Regions from separate parts of the Sus scrofa genome. Here region 2 is linked to region 1. Evidence: chromatin contacts called from public Hi-C data. All regions are on one chromosome and are shown on one strand. Each heading gives the region's core, a stretch centred on a gene start, on an enhancer-like site or on the middle of the called end of the contact. The rest is flanking DNA. Distances are from core to core; before and after follow the strand shown.

Region 1 (3,005 bases), core at 226-2,725:
AGAATAAAGCACTTTTGGAGTTCCCGTCGTGGCGCAGTGGTTAACGAATCCGACTAGGAACCATGAGGTTGCGGGTTCGGTCCCTGCCCTTGCTCAGTGGGTTAACGATCCGGCGTTGCCGTGAGCTGTGGTGTAGGTTGCAGGCGCGGCTCGGATCCCGCGTTGCCGTGGCTCTGGCGTAGGCCGGTGGCTACAGCTCCGATTCAGCCCCTAGCCTGGGAACCTCCATATGCCGCGGGAGTGGCCCAAGAAATAGCAACAACAACAACAAAAGACAAAAAAAAAAAAAAAGAATAAAGCACTTTTAAAAGTCCAAATGCAGATGCATAAAATCCTGGAGGTCAAAATTGTCTGGGCCTCCAAAGGGAAATAAAGGCCAAGGACTGGTAACTAGTATGGGCTTATAATTAAATGTAGAAAGGATGAGAAGCCAATAAAGTTTTCATTAAAAAATTTTAAAAGACCGGATATTATCTAGTCTTTCATCCTTAAACATAAGTGTGTCTTGGTCAGGAACATTCCCATATGGTTTTTTTTGTTTTGTTTTGTTTTTGCTTTTTAGGGCTGCACTGGCGGTATACGGAGGTTCCCAGGCTAGGGGTCTAATCAGAGCTAGAGCCGCCGGCATACACCACAGCCACAGCAACATCAGATCCAAGGCAAGTCTACGACCTACATACACCACAGTTCACAGCAACGCTGGATCCTTAACCCACTGAACGAGGCCAGGGATTGAACCCGCAGCCTAATGGTTCCTAGTTGGATTCATTTCTTCTGTGCCACGACAGGAACTCCCCCATATGTTTGTAATTCAGAATTCCCAGCCCTTGACCTGAGCCCGGTTAACATCATCCAAACCTGTTATCTCATTGCCATCATTTTTTTTTTTTGTCGTCTTTTTAGGGTTTCACCCACAGCAAATGGAAGTTCCCAGGCTAGGGGTCAAATCAGAGCTGTAGCAGCCAGCCTACACCACAGCCACAGCAATGCCAGACCGTTAACCCACTGAGCAAGGCTAGGGATTGAACCTGCTTCCTCATGGATACTAGTCAGATTCCTTTCTGCTGAGCTACCACGAACTCCTCTCATTGCCATCTGGATGGCAGAATATATCACACTTAGCTGATTTGCTGATAAGAGTTCCCCTCAACAGGACTCTTTCTCCTTGTTACCTCCAGCATCAGGCCCGCAGACACTGGTTTACATACGGCATCAGTGTCATTGCACAGGAGCTGAAGAGCCCTGATCCTCCTTTGGTATCGATTTGAATTACAAAGAGAGACCCCCCGCCCCCCAACTGTCCGTTTAACATTGGGACACCAAGTGTTATCATGGAAAACGCCCTTCAGTGGAAGAAAACAGGCTGTTGTGTGAGCCCAGCGAGCAGACGCAGAAACAGGAAGGCTGAGATTAGTGTCTGCTTTACAGTTCTTTTGATGTATCCCGAGCCAACTGGGAAAGCCGGTGAGGCCGAGAGAGCGGATCAAAGGTGCCTCTGTAGGTTCAAATTAACGGGGAGTTGGCGAATCAGGGCAGCGCCTGCTTGCACATAGCAACACATCTCACCAAATAAAGTTAATCTTTTAGTCAAGCTTAGAAGTGGCCGTTCTTCTAAAAAACTTACACAGGCAAGCTTTGTTCTTGCTACCTCTTAAGTCTCTGAAGGGAAAATAATGTTCTGCCTTATTTTTTTTTTTTTCCCATGGAGATACTTATTTTATTATTACTAAAAAAATTTCGTTTTAAACCTGATCTTTCCCCCATGGTGTAGATCATGTAAGAGCTCTGGCTCTAATCAGCGCACAGAGCCCTGTTTCACAAACGGTTGGATGTCTGGGGGGTCGGAGGAAAGGATGGCATTGTCATATATCTTCTCTTGCCTTTTAAAACTTCGGGAGTTATTCATTGAAGCTGTATCTCCCCAGAGCAGTCTTTCATCTCTATTTGGGGAAATTCAGCGTCAAAGACATTTTCTGTACAGAGGAAACTGAAAGGAGCAGTAGAGTAACTGTAGCCACTAGAATGAGTCTTAAGATTCTCACAGTCAAAATAAAAAACAGAAACCTACTAAAAAAAGGTACCAGGCTAAGGTCACGGGCTCAGAAAGCTGACACTTAGAAAGGGAAATGAAATACATTGAATAACAGATTAAGTGTTAAGACTTACACAGAGAAGCTACAAAACAGATTTCTTGGCATTGGAGAGTTCATTATTTCGGGTTCTGGCTAGTCATAAGGTTCAGGAAGCCAGGAGGATGTGTCAAATCCTGCAAGTCAGCCTGAGAAACAGACGTGGCCGAAGGGAAATGGAGTGGGGGAGGGGAGGGGCATTCGCTAGAAGGGTAATTGGAGGTTCTCGAAAGATAAAACTTGTATAGATCAGCTGTCAAAGCAACCATCCAATCTTTACTGAACAGACTGATAAAAATGGGACAGTTCCAATGTGCTTCATTTCAGGCATTTTGAGTGGAAAACTGTGAACTTGCAGAATCACGCAGCGAATGTGGGCTCTTCTACCTGGTAACCACAACAAGCTGAACTGAGATGAGTCTGTTTCCTGTGCTACACAATGGGAATAACATCTCTCATTCAGGTTGTGAGGACAAAGTGGGATATGCCCCCAAAGTGTTCAATAACTATTGCAATAATAATATAATAACAAAGTGTTCAATACAAATTCTATCTTCTGTTCCAAATCAATCTAACATTTTTCATTTCAATACTGGATTTCCAGATGCTACCAGAAAACATTACAATTGGAAAGATTATTGATTAGAGATTTTAAAATAAGTGATGCCCCAGATTGTGAAGATTTACTGTACAGATAGGTTGGGAAAGAAAAATTAACTAACATAAATATACACATTGGCTTTTCTCAAAATCATTGAATAAATCAAACAAACAAACAAAGCTGGCAAAGATCCCTAGGGTAATAATTTATCTTCCCGAAAAAACCCTCTCTGGTTTCATTTCCCTTATCTGCATGCTGTTAGTTAATGTCGTTCT
Region 2 (3,005 bases), core at 344-2,843, 160 kb after region 1:
TAAAAAGGAAATGGCTGCAAACACTTAGAGCTGAACTAAGACCTGAAATGAGGGTAGAGCAAGTCTGGGGTACACATATTTCTTGCTTGAGAAGTTTCTGAGTCACTGATTGAAATCTGCCATCCTAGTTGTTTTCTGAGACTACTGTTTGTTTCCATGAGTGTAGACATGGTTCCCTGTTTACAGATGCTTGTCTCTTTGTTTTTACATTCAAGGTGTGGGCACCCGAGATGTAAAAACACTATGTGGGGAGAAGAGAGAGGGAGCTGAATTCAAGGGCAATTTTATTTTTATGTTTTTATTTTATTTTATTTATTTATTTATTTATTTATTTTTTGTCTTTTTGCTATTTCTTGGGCCGCTCCCACGGCATATGGAGGTTCCCAGGCTAGGTGTCGAATCGGAGCTGTAGCCACCAGCCTACGCCAGAGCCACAGCAACGCGGGATCCGAGCCGCGTCTGCAACCTACACCACAGCTCACGGCAACGCCGGATCGTCAACCCACTGAGCAAGGGCAGGGACTGAACCCGCAACTTCATGGTTCCTAGTCGGATTCGTTAACCACTGCGCCACGACGGGAACTCCTATTTTTTTATTTAAAAAATTTTTGGCTATGCCCATGGCATGGGGAACATCCTAGGCCAGGGATCGAACCCACACCACAGCACCAGAGCCATAGCAGTAACAATGCCAGGTCCTTAACGTACTGAGCCACCCGGGAACTCCACAAGGGCAATTTTAAGACAAAGGAAAAAGCTCTTGAGTTGGGTAGAGCAGCCAAGGCTACTGTCTGATCAGCCAGGTGAGAAGGACCCAGTGGAGGCTAGAAAGAGCCTGGAGTGGGAGGCTGCTGCTGCCCCACCGGCTGAGGTACCTCAGGGAGACTTGGGAGATGAGGGCCTTAGTCTTCCAGTCTGAGAAGTGGAAGCTTCTCTCTCAAGACACCTTTCAACAAGTGGACCCTCCTCTCAACTGTTTATAAGTGGGTAGGGACCTGACATGGATAACACACTGGATTTCTTTAACTGCCTCTAAAATAAGCAGGAAATCTTGAATATTTTCCATATAACTCTTAATATGGAGGTTTTTCTTTTTCATGTGTTTACTTGTGTTCTCAGCCATGTGACTGGCTGCCAGGAAGGCAAACGATGGTAGCGCTGAGATGCTAGTGAGTATCATGTCAGAGCAGGCATTTCTCAGAAACCATGTGTGACCTCTTCAGTGAGCTGCTGGGACATCAGCCATGGTAGCCCTGGCACAGACACGGATGGACACAGCCATGCTTGGGATTCTGGTGACAGGAGAAACCTAACCTTTACGACTTGCACCATCCAGGGCTGGAGAGTGGATTCAGAATCTCTGTATCACCCGCAACACGCGGACAAATATCCACTTCCGGAAATAATCACTGAATAAAAAGATCACACATAAAAGGGGAACTTGAGCAAAGTACAACAAGCACAACCTCCTAAGTGAGTCACTGTCAATTTATACTCCGATGATTACAAAAAGTGAATCAAGCATTCAGATTTACTTTTGCTGTGCTGGTTGGCAATGTCTGGCAGGAAAAATGCATCGTCATTGTGCTCATTCAGAACAAGCGGCTGAAAGGAAGTACTGTGCACCGGGAGCAAAAACCAACGGCGGGAGAAGTGGGGCTGGTAAAAGATTAGGATGGCTTCCCGCAGGATGCGCTGAAACACATTTTTGTACTGAAACACACCCACTCAAACATCCGCCAGGCTACTTCTGGTATCCTCTGCCAAAACACCTCGGATCTGTCTACTTCATTTTGATTCTGATGGTATTTCCAAGAGGTAGACAAGGCGGGCAACAGCTGCGCTAAAAACAGTCTCATGGTCATTTGTGTTTAGGCTGATCTTACTTAGCTTAGGCTGTGTGACTTACTGGTTTATTGTGTAAATGCAACCACTGCTAGAAATAGTTCTCAACAGTCCTGAGGTAGTACTAGCATTCATATAGAGAGTGTGATTTTACAAAATGTTTTCATACACATCCACTGGCTCTGTGCCTCCACCCTTGCCCCCAGGGCAACACCCGTGGCATATGGGAGTTTCCAGGCTAGGGGTCTAATCGGAGCTACAGTTGCCAGCCTATACCGCAGTGACAGCAACATGGGATCAGGAGCCACGTCTGTGACCTACATCACAGCTCAGGCAATGATGGATCCTTGATTCACTGAGCAAGGCCAGGGATGGAACCCATGTCCTCATGGATACTAGTTGGATTGGTTCAGCTGTGCCACAACAAGAATTCCCTCTATGCTTGTCTTTTCATCTCAAAAATAGCACTGCTGTGGTGCTGGTTCGATCCCTGGCCTGAGAACTTTCCTGACACTATCAAAACACTCAATAATTGTAAATGAATGAATGGATGAATGCAGCATTGTAAAAAGAAGACTTAGAGATTGTTCCCTGCATTTTGGGGTTCAAAAATAGTATGAATTTCACTGTAATAGATTTTATCATCCATTCTTCCCCTTTAGGAAACAATACTGACAAAGTTACAGCATTTTGGGGACTGATGCTTTCTGCATATTTTTATTCATGATTTTTGACTCAACTTCATGAAGAAGTTACTACAGTACCAAGGATTATAGTGCCATCTAGTGACACTTCTAGTTATTGTGTCTAAAAGTGCATATGACAACATCTGCTCTAAGAGGTTCACCTAAAAGATTGGGTGTGCTGTGTGCAGTATGTGATCTTTGCCATTTTTCTGTCCAAGAAAACTTTTCTCAAAATTTCAGTATGTGATAAACCTTCTCATCCTCACTCATATTTCCCAGATGACATACTTACTGAGCCTATTCAGACTAGATTTTCAATAGTTTATATTTCAAAGAATGTGTTTATTTTTAAGACCTTTTGATTTTGAGATGAAACACTGATATATTTATTTTTAGGGATAAATGATATTAAATATATACACTGGCTATATGATATTGTTTTCAAAAACATTAAAATGTAAAAAAAATTTATAA

The links. A called contact is a pair of places that touch in the nucleus more often than the background predicts.
Region 2: a contact with region 1 is called in a Hi-C map of retroperitoneal adipose tissue, with 1.7 times the contacts expected there. The contact joins two enhancer-like sites. A contact is called at or near these places in 7 of 47 Hi-C or Micro-C datasets (epiblast stem cells, fetal heart ventricle, heart right ventricle and 4 more) and 1 of 2 datasets of contacts at active chromatin or transcription factors (alveolar macrophages).

Annotation. Positions count from the first base shown.
Region 1 is chr6:103,217,831-103,220,835 of Sscrofa11.1, forward strand. No RefSeq gene overlaps it. Among named protein-coding and RNA genes, the nearest start is that of TGIF1, 15 kb to the right of the region's middle. Within about 2 kb of position 1,476, at least 31 of the 83 cell types and tissues checked have an H3K27ac peak or open chromatin away from gene starts, as enhancers often do. A contact at or near this core is called in alveolar macrophages and retroperitoneal adipose tissue, where this site is marked.
Region 2 is chr6:103,377,623-103,380,627 of Sscrofa11.1, forward strand. No RefSeq gene overlaps it. Among named protein-coding and RNA genes, the nearest start is that of MRLC2, 30 kb to the right of the region's middle. Within about 2 kb of position 1,594, at least 14 of the 83 cell types and tissues checked have an H3K27ac peak or open chromatin away from gene starts, as enhancers often do. A contact at or near this core is called in alveolar macrophages and retroperitoneal adipose tissue, where this site is marked.